3 separate regions of the Rattus norvegicus genome follow, and all the other regions are linked to region 2. Evidence: chromatin contacts called from public Hi-C data. All regions are on one chromosome and are shown on one strand. The core of a region is the stretch at or near the end of the contact, and the rest is flanking DNA. Distances in the headings are between cores, read along the strand shown.

The links. A called contact is a pair of places that touch in the nucleus more often than the background predicts.
Region 1: a contact with region 2 is called in a Hi-C map of Schwann cells, with 4 times the contacts expected there. The contact joins two enhancer-like sites. A contact is called at or near these places in 12 of 12 Hi-C or Micro-C datasets (the A7r5 cell line, the Rat2 cell line, Schwann cells and 7 more).
Region 3: a Hi-C map of Schwann cells shows a contact between it and region 2, with 7 times the contacts expected there. The contact joins two enhancer-like sites. A contact is called at or near these places in 12 of 12 Hi-C or Micro-C datasets (the A7r5 cell line, the Rat2 cell line, Schwann cells and 7 more) and 1 of 1 datasets of contacts at active chromatin or transcription factors (oligodendrocytes).

The regions. Positions count from the first base shown.
Region 1 is chr8:73,350,580-73,354,754 of GRCr8, forward strand. All of the region lies in intron 3 of Smad6 (SMAD family member 6), which reads right to left. Among named protein-coding and RNA genes, the nearest start is that of Smad6, 61 kb to the right of the region's middle. Within about 2 kb of position 1,927, at least 25 of the 93 cell types and tissues checked have an H3K27ac peak or open chromatin away from gene starts, as enhancers often do. A contact at or near this core is called in Schwann cells, where this site is marked.
Region 2 is chr8:73,486,845-73,490,836 of GRCr8, forward strand. No RefSeq gene overlaps it. Among named protein-coding and RNA genes, the nearest start is that of Lctl, 25 kb to the right of the region's middle. Within about 2 kb of position 1,342, at least 14 of the 93 cell types and tissues checked have an H3K27ac peak or open chromatin away from gene starts, as enhancers often do. A contact at or near this core is called in Schwann cells, where this site is marked.
Region 3 is chr8:73,306,716-73,310,978 of GRCr8, forward strand. No RefSeq gene overlaps it. Among named protein-coding and RNA genes, the nearest start is that of Smad6, 110 kb to the right of the region's middle. Within about 2 kb of position 1,601, at least 19 of the 93 cell types and tissues checked have an H3K27ac peak or open chromatin away from gene starts, as enhancers often do. A contact at or near this core is called in Schwann cells, where this site is marked.

The sequences.
Region 1 (4,175 bases), core at 677-3,176, 140 kb before region 2:
CGAAACTCACGCTCACCCCCTCTCCCCCCTCCCCCTGAATCCCTGGCCAGCTCAGGGCCTGGCCTAGTTCCCAGCCAGCTATGGGTCCCGCTGGGAGGGGTGGGTGGGAGGAGAAACGCTGCAATCTTTAATGTGCAGCTCTGAATTTCTATTCCCAGCAAGTTCTAGTCAGTCTCTTGTTGGGAGTCCTGCTCAGCCGTGCTCCAACAGGGAAATGGTGTAGCCCTCTCAGGAACACCGGTTAGCAATGAAAGGAACCAACCAACTCCACAAACGCGCAGTGGAACGGACCACCCTTAAGTGCACCTGCTTCGTGAAGGAAGTCACACACAGAAAACCCATTGAAGGCCAGAGGCAGGAAGTTCTTGGCCAGCAGAGAGCAAAGCTGGGCTGTAGCTCCTAGGGATGAAGACTGGGCTACATGTTCAAGGCCCCAGGTTCCATCCCCTAACACTGCAATAAAGAAAAATAAAGGAGAAAGGAGGAAGGGGACAGGAGAAGGAGGAGGAGGAGGAAGAAGAGGAGGAGGAAGAAGAAGAGGAGGAGGAGGAAGAAGAGGAGGAGGAGGAGGAGGAAGAGGAGGAGAAATCAGGGCAGTTGACAACCAGAGGAGTGGGTGAGCAGGAAGAGGCTAAGGGAACTTCCAAGGCAGAACAATGGGAACTGGGGTATCCATACACAGTGAAGAGTCACCACAACCTAAACACTAGGCTAAGCAGGTTTTTGCTGTAATGATGGCTCCTACAGTGGTCTTAGAAGGTCCCCAGGTGACTGTCCCCAACCCCCTTTGTCTCCCAAAGGCACCCACATTCCTGCCACCAGAGGGTGGTGGCTGCCTTCTCAGAGCACCAGGCAACAGCCCCAACAAAGGCGGTCTCTCTTGCATGGCCCAGCCATGCCTTCCTCCAGACTTCTCTGCCCAGCCAGGGTGCCTACAGACCAACATGTAATTTTGTGTGTGTGGGAGGGGGGTACTGGGCCTCAAGGGGGCTGGCTGGAGTCCGGAGGAGGTGGAGAGGATTGAAATCCCAAGAAATGTCTTTAGCTTCTTCGAATCAGCAATTTTCTGTCAAAACAAAGGGCAGGAGTGTGGTAGGTCATGCTCCTCACAGGACCCAGTTGAGGCACGAGCACAGTGAAATGTCTTTTCCTGCCCTCTCTCCGCCTTTTGACCACAATGCCCAGGGTGGGCCATCCCAAGAAGGAACCAGAACATGCCCCAGTTAGATGGGAAGACAGAGCACTCGGAGGAGGTTTGTGGGGTGGTCCATGCCCGCACATCCCTAATATTTGCTGGGCTTCACATCTACCTAAGGTTATGCCAGCTTCCTTGCCACCGATTAAAAACTATCAATAAAGACTGCTCCAGCAGTAAGCTTCAGACAAGAACCAAATCCAACTCCTGGGGAGTGCTGAGAAGAGAGACCAGCTCCTTAAAAATCCAGAAAGGTGAAGCAACTAGCTCAGGGTCACACAGCAAGCTGGTGGCAGAACTGGAAATAAGCCTAGGGCTTCCTCTCAGCCCTTTGCATGGGGGCCTCCCACCCTCCTGGAAAACTACTTTCTTCTGTCCCATGTCATGCCTGTGGCTTCAAGTTCCCTTCATCCAACCGGCAGCTTTTCATCTGTGGCTCCAGGGCCTGGGAACAATTACGCAGGCCCTGCATCTGGTTAACCTAACACCCCTTTTAAAGCCTTGTTTGCCCATTAGATAAGTAGTTTTTGTTATCAAACTTAGGGGAAGAAACGAGTTTCCAAATGAACTCTCTCCTTTGTCCTTTGGAGCCCAAGAAACAGCTTCAGGTTGTGCAGCCAGTCCGGCAAGCAGCGTTCATTAATGGTTGGCTTTCCTCACAGGGGAGGGAGGGCCTGTCCTTGCCCCGGGCTGCTGCAGGAAAGCAGGGGAAGAATGCGCGCAGGGCCACGTTAATGGTCAGCAGCTTCGAGCCAGCCGAGCCTCTGCTGAACGCGGTCCAGAAGCTGGCCCAGCTGACAGGAGTTTCCTCCTCCTCGATCCCACCCACCTCCCCAACCCCCCACCTCAGAGCCAGCACCTCGGGCTCCCAGAGGAAGCCCGGCTTCCAAGAGGAAGTTCCTAATCGCTCATTACATCACAAGCGATCTGGCCACCGCTGCCGCCTGCCTGCACAGGGCCCACCGCAGGGGCTCTTTCAACTGTGGGTCTTCAGTGTGGAGACCATGCTGTCCTCCCTCCCCAGATGGCTATCTGGTTGCTCTGCTGGCAGGAGTGAGATGGGTGCAGAAAGGGAGAATGCCAGCAAGAAGGGGGGCTAGGGGAGCCCAGGAACAGGAAGTCCACTGGACCGATGACTGAGGGGAGGACCTAAGGTCCGAAGAGGTGAAGTGACTTACTTGGGACCAGTATCTACTCAGAGGGCATGGGTTTAACGCACTGGATCAAGAGCAAGGAAGTCCGTGTGCAAACCCCAGCTCTGCCCCTCATCCGCAATTGTAACAATCCCTGCAGAAATATTCTAAGGAGAGACACTTGTGACCCTCCCTTTGGCTATCAGACAATTGTCCCCGTGGAATTGGAATTTCCCCAGGAATCTCATGCTGGGAGCAGGAAAAGGCAGAAGGCTGGTGTCAGCAAGAACAGAGATTTCACACTGTTCCGACAACTTGTCAGACCACCTTGCAGGAGGGACTGGAACCTAGGCAATGACAATCGATGATGATACGCAGGGCTGCCCCTTGGACTGCCCCTTGGACGGGGACCATTTAAACCTGAACCTCATATGCCAGTCCTTAACGATGGCCTTGGGAGTGCTGTCACTGGACCTATTTATTTGCTCCTCTTCCCAAGGCAACCATACTGAATAAACCGCCTTTCTCCACTTTCCACTACCCCTTGTCTTTTTAATTGGCTTACTGAGGATAATAGTGGAGCCCCGTTTGTACCCTAAAACATCAGTAACAGTCTTGCTATCTCAGGCAAGTGACTTTTTGTTCCTTGGGGCCTCAGTTTCCTAAAACAGGTGCGATCAGCGATTACTTCATAGGGCATTGGGATCAGTTGCAATCAAATGATGCCTTGTCTGGAAATAAGCAAGCTGAAAATTAACAGGGATCGCTAACTCACATTAGCGATCAAAATGTAAGCTACACAAATTATTTACAGCAATCATACAACGAGTAGTTTGCAAGTATATTCATGACAGGTAACGGCCATAGCAGAGATAAGGTGTGCTAATGGACTAGAGACTCAAGGAGAAGTAAATAGTAATAGAAATAATAATAAATTAATATTAGGCAGAGTGAAACAGGTTAAAGACACTCAGAGGGCAAACGGCTAATCCTCTCAGCTCCTCTTGTGTTTTCAGGCATTCTGTGATGTCTGTGTATGTGTGGACATGTATGAGAAGGTCAGAGGTCAACCTCAGCTGCTGTTCCTCAGAAGCTATCCACCTTGTTTTTTTGAGACAGGGTCCCTTCCTGAATCTGGGGCTTGTCAATTAGGCTATACTAGCTGGCCCTAGGGACCCTATCTCTGCCTTCCCCTGCTCTGGGACTCTAGGTGTGGGCCACCCTGACCAGCCTTGATGTGGATCCCAGGGTATAGGGATTCAGGTCCTAATACCTGGGCAGTAGCAGGTATATTCCCAACTGAGCCATCTCCCCAGTCCTGCCCCTCCCATTTCATGATAAAGAAACTGTCCATCTCAGAAGCTTGTGTCCAAGGTCAGCAGCCAGGAAGTCTCAAGATTAGGATCTGATCTCCTATCTCAGCAGGCTCAGAGATGGGGGGCTTTGGCTCTTATTCCCATGTGGGCTGCCAACCCCAGTGGCAGTGTGGATAATCTCACAGGCACCATGCCAGCTCTAAGATGTTTGCTGGGCCACGAAAAGATGGGTGCTAAAAGGGGTCCTCAGCCTGGGATGCAGCTTCAGTGGTGTAGAACACTTGCATGCTGACCACCTTCCCGGGAGGACAGAAAGACTTCTCAAATGCAGCCTCTGTCCGCTCTAGAGAGGGCCTGGTGCTGCTCTGAAAACGCCTGTCCTTTTAATTTCTCCCTCACATCCAAACCGCTCCACTTACCTAAACCACAGCAGGGAGTGTGTTCTAGGGGAGCCGCAACAGTGAGTGTTCCCCAAGGGAGAGGACTGGCCACCATGAGCGAGTTACGAGTGCTCTCGCACCCCATTCTCAG
Region 2 (3,992 bases), core at 92-2,591:
GAGGCTCAGCTCACCACAGAGGCCCTGGTCTTCCTCCATGGAGCACCTTGGGGCCTTCCCCAGACCTGTTGTCATCTGCACATCTGACAAGGAGAGATAGTAGTTCGTGATGCTGTTTGGGGCTGAAATGAATTCAGCAAGTGTCAGTAAAGGGCTGACTGTGACAGAGGCCCTGTACCCTAAGACTCTCAAGTCCCTGAGGGAGGAGAGGTACTGGTCTTATTCTCCAGATATTCTAACCCCTCTCAGTTTCCCCTCCTGACGTAGAAGAATGGTGCTATTGGTTCTATCTAGGGGGCCTAAAGTGATCAGGCTTGGAGTAGAACCCAGTCTCAGAGACCCTTCCAGGCCCTGTCTGACTAGAGCATTCTGGAAGATAAAACCCCTGAGTGAGGCTCCATGCTTCAGCCAATAAGCAGAATCCGCATCTGCCATCCAGTCCCTGTAACCCTGCAGGACAGCACTTGGAGTTAGACACCGGGGGTCTTGTAGGCAACGACACTAACTGAATATAGGAAAAAAAATGAAGGCATGACCGCCTGGCAGTCAGCCTGCTTGATAGTGAGAAGGTACTGTCCATGTACTTGAGCTGTCTTTCCTCAGACGTCACTGTTCCCTGGGGAGACAATGGCTACCCACTCCTCATAAGGCCCCAATGCCAAACCAAATTAGGGTTCTACGGACGTTCACACCCTGGGGAGCCAGTGAGTTCACTGGGCTCACTTTTAGGGTGAGGGGCTGCTTACAGTTGACGCGAAGGCAGCTATACAGGCCTGTGGACACCTAGCACGGACAATGGCTTCCCATAAATGGAGCTCTCCCTAGTAAGCTTCTCCTGACCTTTACACGTCATACAAGGCGGATACAAGTAGGACACAGTTGTACGAATGGCTGGATGGAGCAGCTGGAACCCCAGGTGGATGTCCAATGACCCTCCCTCGGCCTCCTTCTCGGAGGTAAAAAAGATGTCAGCCTCCGAGTCTCACCCTGCTCGTCCCCTGCAAACAAGGCATAGCCAAGGGTGAAGACTGTGTTGCTCAGGGAACCCTGGTCTTCAACAGCAAGACACTCTTCAGATTATTCCTTCTATGTCGATCTCACTATTCCAACCAAAGAGCAGTTCCAGCTGCAGGGGTCTGGAGAGGCTGAAGCCTGTAGACCAGGACTAGCCAGGTCCAGAGCCCCCCTTCTGTGTCCCTGGGCCTGGCATGGTGCCCACATCAAGTGGGTGCTCTGTAAACATTGTTCAATGAATGGATGTTGTTTGCATGCTGAAAGGTCGGCAGTGCCGCCGCCGCCAGTCCCCGCTCCAGGGGACAATGGACCAGCCTATTTGGACTGGGGGGCTGTCCCCGAATGTCTGTGGGCTGAGGTCACCTCATGCACCACTGCAGGAAGCTCCCAGATCCCTAGCTGGAGAATGCCTGAAGCCAGCCAGCAGACATTTCCTGGCTGGCAGTGGTACCCTGCTCCTCCTCTTCCTCCTCCGCCCCACTCGGGCCCCTAGCCTGGCACTGGGTTGGCATGTCTCAGGTCCCACCCTGGGATGCAATGCCTGTGGGTAGGCTCTGGAGGAAGGGATATCTCTCATGTGCCAGAGACCAGGCCTGCTTGGCCCACAGCAAGCAGACAGCCAAAGCTGCTGCCCTCTCCAAGGCCCATACCTCCCTCAGAGGCCCCTGCAGCCCCACACGGACTTCCCCATTAGACTTCTCACTGGGCAGGCTGACCCTGGTTAAGCCTAGCCCAGGGCTAGACCCCCCCATCCCCCACCATCACACACATACACCAAAAGGAAGGTGGCTTAGAGGGCCATACCACACCACCCTGCAAATATTGTCAGACAGACCACAGTTTAATGGGCCCAGGTCACCCTTGAGACATGGAGGCCATGCTGGGCAAGTGATATACACACTTGATCGGGGGTGGGGGCAGCAGAGGTGGGGGGTAGGGGGAGCTCTCCCTGAGGCCTCACGTGACTGATCCGGCTGACCAGAGAAGTTGAGTAATTTCCTAGAGTTGCACGGCTGGCTAGACAGGGTTCCTGTGGAGCACTGAACTAGCTCCTACAGCTGCCACAGTCCTTGGGCAAAACCCTCCTTTGGGCCTCTTAAGCTCTGGAAAACATGCAGAGGGTGGACTGGCTGCCCTACTCCAGCCTCCTTCTGGTTGCTTGTATGACTCCTCAGAGCCTCTTCCCTACACCCTTCGCGCCTCCTCTGCAGAGGCCCTGGCTTGGGCCCTCCCACCTATAACCTACACAGTGGCAGTTCAGAACGTGGCTTCCGTGTACGATATGCTGTTAAATCTCCCAGGCCTCTGTTTCAGAGACAAAGAAACCAAGACCAGGGTGCTCACGGGTTTCCCTGTAGCTGACCAGCTACAAAGCCAGGTCTTGAACCCATGCCCGTTCAGGGGTGGGCCTCATCTTGCCTACTTCCTGAGCATGGCCTCAAGATCAAGCACAGATGCCCAGGAAAATGTACACCAGACACGCCCATTTCAATGCCTGTCTTGTGGAGACAAAGCCTTTCCTGGAATGTAGACTGGATCCTCAGACCCACAGCAGGACTAGATCACAGGGCTCTGTCTCCTGTGTGCCTCAGTTTCCACACATATAAACCGGGAGCGGTACAGCTGTGGGGGCTGCCATGACAGTCTCCCACGGCCACACCGATCTCCATCTGTTGGTTCAGGTGTCAAGGCCCTGCAGGGCTCTGGAGTTGAGAGTAGGATCTGGCCCAGAGCCACTAAGACAGGCGGGAGCCACCTCCGGGACTTTCTTTACCTGAGAGCGATCGACTTTGCCCACAACCCACATCTAAGGTGACAGCCAAGGAAAGGCTAGGTCTGGGGTGTTTGCTTTCCAGTTTGTAGTGATTATGGGGTGATAACCACAGTGGCCCGCACAGTCAAAGGGAACTCTGTTCCCCCAGACTAGGGGTCTCTGAGGACTGCAGGCTACCCACAGCATGAACTCAGTGGGCATAGCCTGCGGCTGTGAGCCTCTCTCTGAACCTCCAGGCATTCTCATGACAATCTGCCAAGGTGGCTCAGCCACAAGCAACGGGAGGTACAAGGAGATGAAGTGAGTCACCAAAGCTCCCACAACCTGTTAATCGGCAGAGTCCCACAGGAGGCCGTAGCCTCAGATCTGGCCTCAGTCGTCTTCTCCCTGAGTCCCCAGGACCAGGAGAGGGAATCTATTTGACGATTCCACAATCTACCTGATTGTAAACCGAATAACCCAAAGAAAGAAAGAGGTATCCTGGACACCAGGGCCTCCCCACCCCTGGGAAAATCAAAAGTGACAAGGTTCCATGTGTTTTGATACCAGATGCTCTTGGTGTAGGTCAAGACTTTACCTTACTCCACTTCCTCCTCCCACAGCAGGGACAAGCCTAGGCATGGTGACAGAGTGTCTACGGTCCGACTGGGCACAAACAGACTTAACATGTGACCTTGGAGTTTATTCATTCGCTTCCACATCTTTGCATATGTGGTTTTGTTTTAGTTTGTTTTTGGTTTTTGAGACAGGGTCTTACTGTGCAGCCCTGGCTGTCCTAGGACTCAACCTATAAACCAGGCTGGTCTTGAACTCACAGACATCTGCCTGCCTCTGCCTCCTGGGTGCTGGGATTAAAGATGTTTGCCACTATGCCTGTTCTTTGTGCACGTTGAGAAATGGGGAGGTCTGGGCAGCTGCTGGCAGAACTAGGTGTAGCTTATCTGCGCTGGCTGCATCTGGTCTCCCTGCAGGGCATAGACCCTAGAGCAGTGGTTCTCAACCTTCCTAATGCTGACTCCCTTTAACACAGTTCCTCCTGTTGTGATGACCCCCCCAACCATAAAACTATTTTTTGCTGCTACTTCTTAACTGTAACTTTGCTCCTGTTAGGAGTCATAATGTAAAGATCTGTGTTTTCCAGTATTCTCAGGTGACTCCTCTGAAAGGGCTGGTTGGTTCCCAAAGGGGTCCCAACCCACAGGGT
Region 3 (4,263 bases), core at 351-2,850, 180 kb before region 2:
CACCTACATTGCAGCTCACAAACACCTGTAACCCCAGCTCTGGGGAATCTCATGCCCTTCTTCTGATCTCTGTGGACACTGCATGCACATATCAGTATGCAGGCCGAATACCCACACACATAAAATAAAAATAAATCTTTAAAAACAAGACAAAAAACCCCCAAAAACCGTCATGGAAGTGCTTGCCTGTAAGAGTGGCACTCAGGGCTGGAGAGATGGCTCAGAGGTTAAGAGCACCGACTGCTCTTCCAGAGGTCATGAGTTCAATTCCCAGCAACCACATGGTGGCTCACAACCATCTGTAAAGAGATCTGGTGCCCTCTTCTGGTGTATCTGAAGACAGCTACAGTGTACTTATATATAATAAATGAATAAATCTTTAAAAAAAAAAAAGTTTAAAAAAAAAAAAAGAGTGGCACTCAAACTATGGAGGTAAAATCACTCTCGGTGGCTCACACCTCCAATCCCAGCACTCAGGAGGCAGAGGCAGGTACATATCTGAGTTTGAGGTCAGCCTGGTCTGAATAATGGGTCCCAGGACAGCCAGGGCTGCATAAAGAATCTTTGTGTTAAAAAACAAACAAACAAAACAATATGCGGCTGGAGAGATGGCTCAGTGGTTAAGAGCACTGACTGCTCTTCTAAAGGTCCTGAGTTCAAATCGCAGCAACCACATGGTGGCTCACAACCATCTGTAATGAGATCCGATGCCCTCTTCTGGTGTGTCTGAAGACAGCAACAGTGTACTCATATACAAATAAATACTCATAAAACAAATAAATCTTTTTTAAAAATAAAATAAAAGCTGTAGATGTGGGTGGATCAAAAGTTCAAAGCCAGCTTCAGCTATACAGAAACTTGGAAGCAAGTTTGAAACTCTGCCTCAGAAAGAGTTCATATGTCTACTCACAGCCCTGTGACCCAGGACTAGGCAACCAGCCAGTGGCCTCCAAAGTGTTACGGTACCAGCAGCCACTCAAGCCCTTCTGGTGGCCGTCTGATCTCCACATGGCCACCAGAGGGAGCCCTGGACAGCGATAGGCCTTCCTGGCTCAACCTTGCTCTGCACCAGTTCTCCACAGGACCAACCCATAGACTAACTTCATCAGGCCAACCTGCTCAGCTGCCACAGCCCGGCCCACAACACTTTAAACACTGCAGAGCTGAGGGCTGTAGTTACTTTATATAATTTGTGTCTATTGTTTATCTGGAACTCAGAGATTGCCGAACAATCTCTATACATCGGGAAGACCTCTAAGAAACCCTTTACTCTTACCGAAGGAGACAAGCCATCTCAATGGCCCAGGGCCCAGTATACAGAGGTGCCTCTTCCTAGGAGAGATATAGCCTCTGACTGAGTTATACCATTGCCTGCCAGCAAGGACTTTAAGCTTACTTCAGATGACAGATGTCGATTTGTGGTATGTAACTTGCCCAGCTCTCCATGGCAGTACCGCAGGAGGCCAGACAAGCAGGAACTTCCTGAATGAGCAGCCAGCCTTCTTCTTCTTCCTCTTGCTTCTCCCCAGCTGTGTGGGGGACTGGCAGAGTCTGGCCATGTCCAGGCCTCAGCTGGCAGCCTGCTTTGGGTCTTTTTGGACTTGGGCCCTATCTGCTATGTGTCCCATGGTAGTGGGGAGAGGGACCCTGTGCCAGGCGCCGGCTGCCCCATGGCCTGAGGGTGTCCACTGCAATTATTACAAGTAATCAGTTGACCAGCCCGGCCCCAGCCCTCCTCCCACGCCAACACTTGGCCCTTGTTCCTGGACAGGCCCCTCTGTGTCCCGTCCTTTGTGGCTGACATTTCATTAGGATCAGACAACACTGGGGTAACCCCGAGCCCCAAGCCCTTTTGAGGGAAAGGGGGCTGGTTCTGGCCACGCAGATACTTGGCGTGGGGAGTCCAGGCAGACTGGCTGTCGCCAGCCAGGCAGCTACCCCCTCCCACCCCCAAATATCCAGTGTGGGCCACAGGCTGCTGTGGAGCCACGGGGCGCCAGCTGACTCGGACGCTTTTGTTCTGGGCTGGAGTGGTCTAAGCATGGTGGCTCTTTCACTGAGGGGACACAGATAACAGGCGGCAGAGCCTGATAAGGTGTCTGCCAGTGGTTTCCTCCCAGACAGGTCCCACTGCTCCCACAGGCCCGAGAGGACTTGGCTCATGCCTGTCACCACAGAAAAGCTCCCCCTCCCCAGGGTCTGAGCCTCCCCACATAGGCCAAAATAAAGGCCAGGGGAGGTTTTGTATGGAGAGGTCAGCAGAGTATCCAGAGGCTCCAGGCCCAGAACAGGCTCGACTGCCTCAGTTTCCTTTCGGTGAAGAGAATGTCAGGGAAGGCATCTCCCTGGGAATTCTGTAATACACTTAAAATGAACCGGGCCTCCTGGGCTGGGTTTTGGGGGGGAGGAAAGGGGTCCCTGAACTTTTCTAGATCCCCTCAAATTCATCAGCGTCACCTAGGATAAACACAGCCTCCTCTATGTCAGGCTCTGTGATAAGGCTTAGGAAAAGATAAGCCATGCCTCAGGACTGCATGGGGCTGCTGAAGGGAATCAGCAGAAAGATCTATCATCACTCACCAACCTAACCCAGACCAGGGCCCCAGCCCCAGGCTCATAGAATGGAGGAGGCTTGGGGTGAATAACAGTACAAAAAGACCACAGCCCTGAGAGCCAAGGTGGCCAGGGGTCTCTAGTCTGATGGGGGAGGTCCACCTGGTTTCTTGGGAAGTATTTACTCATCACTGCTACCTGACAAAGGCAACATGGGACAGGAAGGGCTTGTTTTAGCTCACAGTTTGGAGAAGCAGTCCACCATGGTGGGAAAGGCATGGCAACTGGGCATGGAGACTGTGCCATGAGAAGAGCTGGCATGGAACTGGCAAGGTCAAACACCAGAAATCTCTAAACTTGAGACCAGCAGCGGTAGAAGAAGCCTCAGAAGGTGCACATAACCTAGAGACTCCCAAGCAGGTGGTCACAGCACCTGAAATTCTTCCCCGTGCAAATGAGGCATTTCAGTAGCCAATGACCTTTCCCTCCCTGGATATTCTCACCCCAAAACTATATAAGCCTTGGTTCACCCTGAATAAAGTGTATGTGTCCAGAACAAGCTAAGATCACTTCAGAGAGCTGCTTCATGAAAGATCATCCGAGAAGGCCCTCACCTAAGAGTCATGATGCTAAGATTCTCGAAGAAGGTTCCCCATTCCCCTTCACTAGTTCCCAACCTGACCAGGATCCTGCAGAACCCACCAGTTCCTCCAACTCGACCAGACATCCTGAGAGGGGAGGTGGAACCCAGAACTACAGCTGATCACTACGCATCTGCAGTCAGGAAGCAGAGAGATGAACTCAGCCTGAATTCTCCCCCCACCCCTGCCCACTCAGGTTATATCCCTAGACCATGGAATGATGTCATGCTCATTTAGAGCAGGTCTCCCCAGCGTAGTAAACCCAGTCTAAGAACTCCCTCACAGGTGCACCCAGAAAATCTCCTGAGAATTGAACTTCGTTCTGTCCCTCGCACCATCCCACCCTTTCTAGAGCAGTTCTTACAGTGCAACTCATAGCCGCCACCATACACCTAAGCACCACAGGCCAGGACTGCAGTGACAGAGCCAGCTTCTGCCCCAGACACATACAGCTCAGTGAAAGGCAGAGAGAGCCGTGGAGCCGCAGGAGCAGGGGAGGGAGGTCAGTCTTGGGCTAGGCCACTCTCATGTAGTGAGAATTCTAGAATTTTGGTTTCTTTAAAAAGCAGAGTCACCCCTAACTCTGAGATCTTTACTGCACACCAGGCCTGGGGACCTGAATGCCAGTGGGCGGTGATATAGGATCTTGAGTGCTCTAACTTGCTCAGCACGAAACAAAACAACAGAAGAAAACAAAACCAAAGAAACCCAGAGCCCAACAGCACAGTATCATACAACCCAGAGCTACTGAGTTGCCAGCAACCACAGCAGTGACAGCAGCTTGGTCAGTGGACAGGGCAAGGGACAGCTTCCTGTAGGACAGTGTCGTCCTTCTGGAGTGGTGCCAGGAAGCAGGAATGTTCACAAGCACCCATCCTGAGGGAGCTGCAGCCTCCCTCCCTCTTGCCCGCCCACTCAGGCGTTCTGGGTTTCCCTCTTGTTCAGCCTTTGTATGAACTCCACTGTGTATACAGCAGGCATGCAAACATGTACATGCATATACATAAAGCCATGCATGGTGCCAAATCAAGATAAAACACTTCTAGTGTGCCAGAAGCGTCTCTAGAGC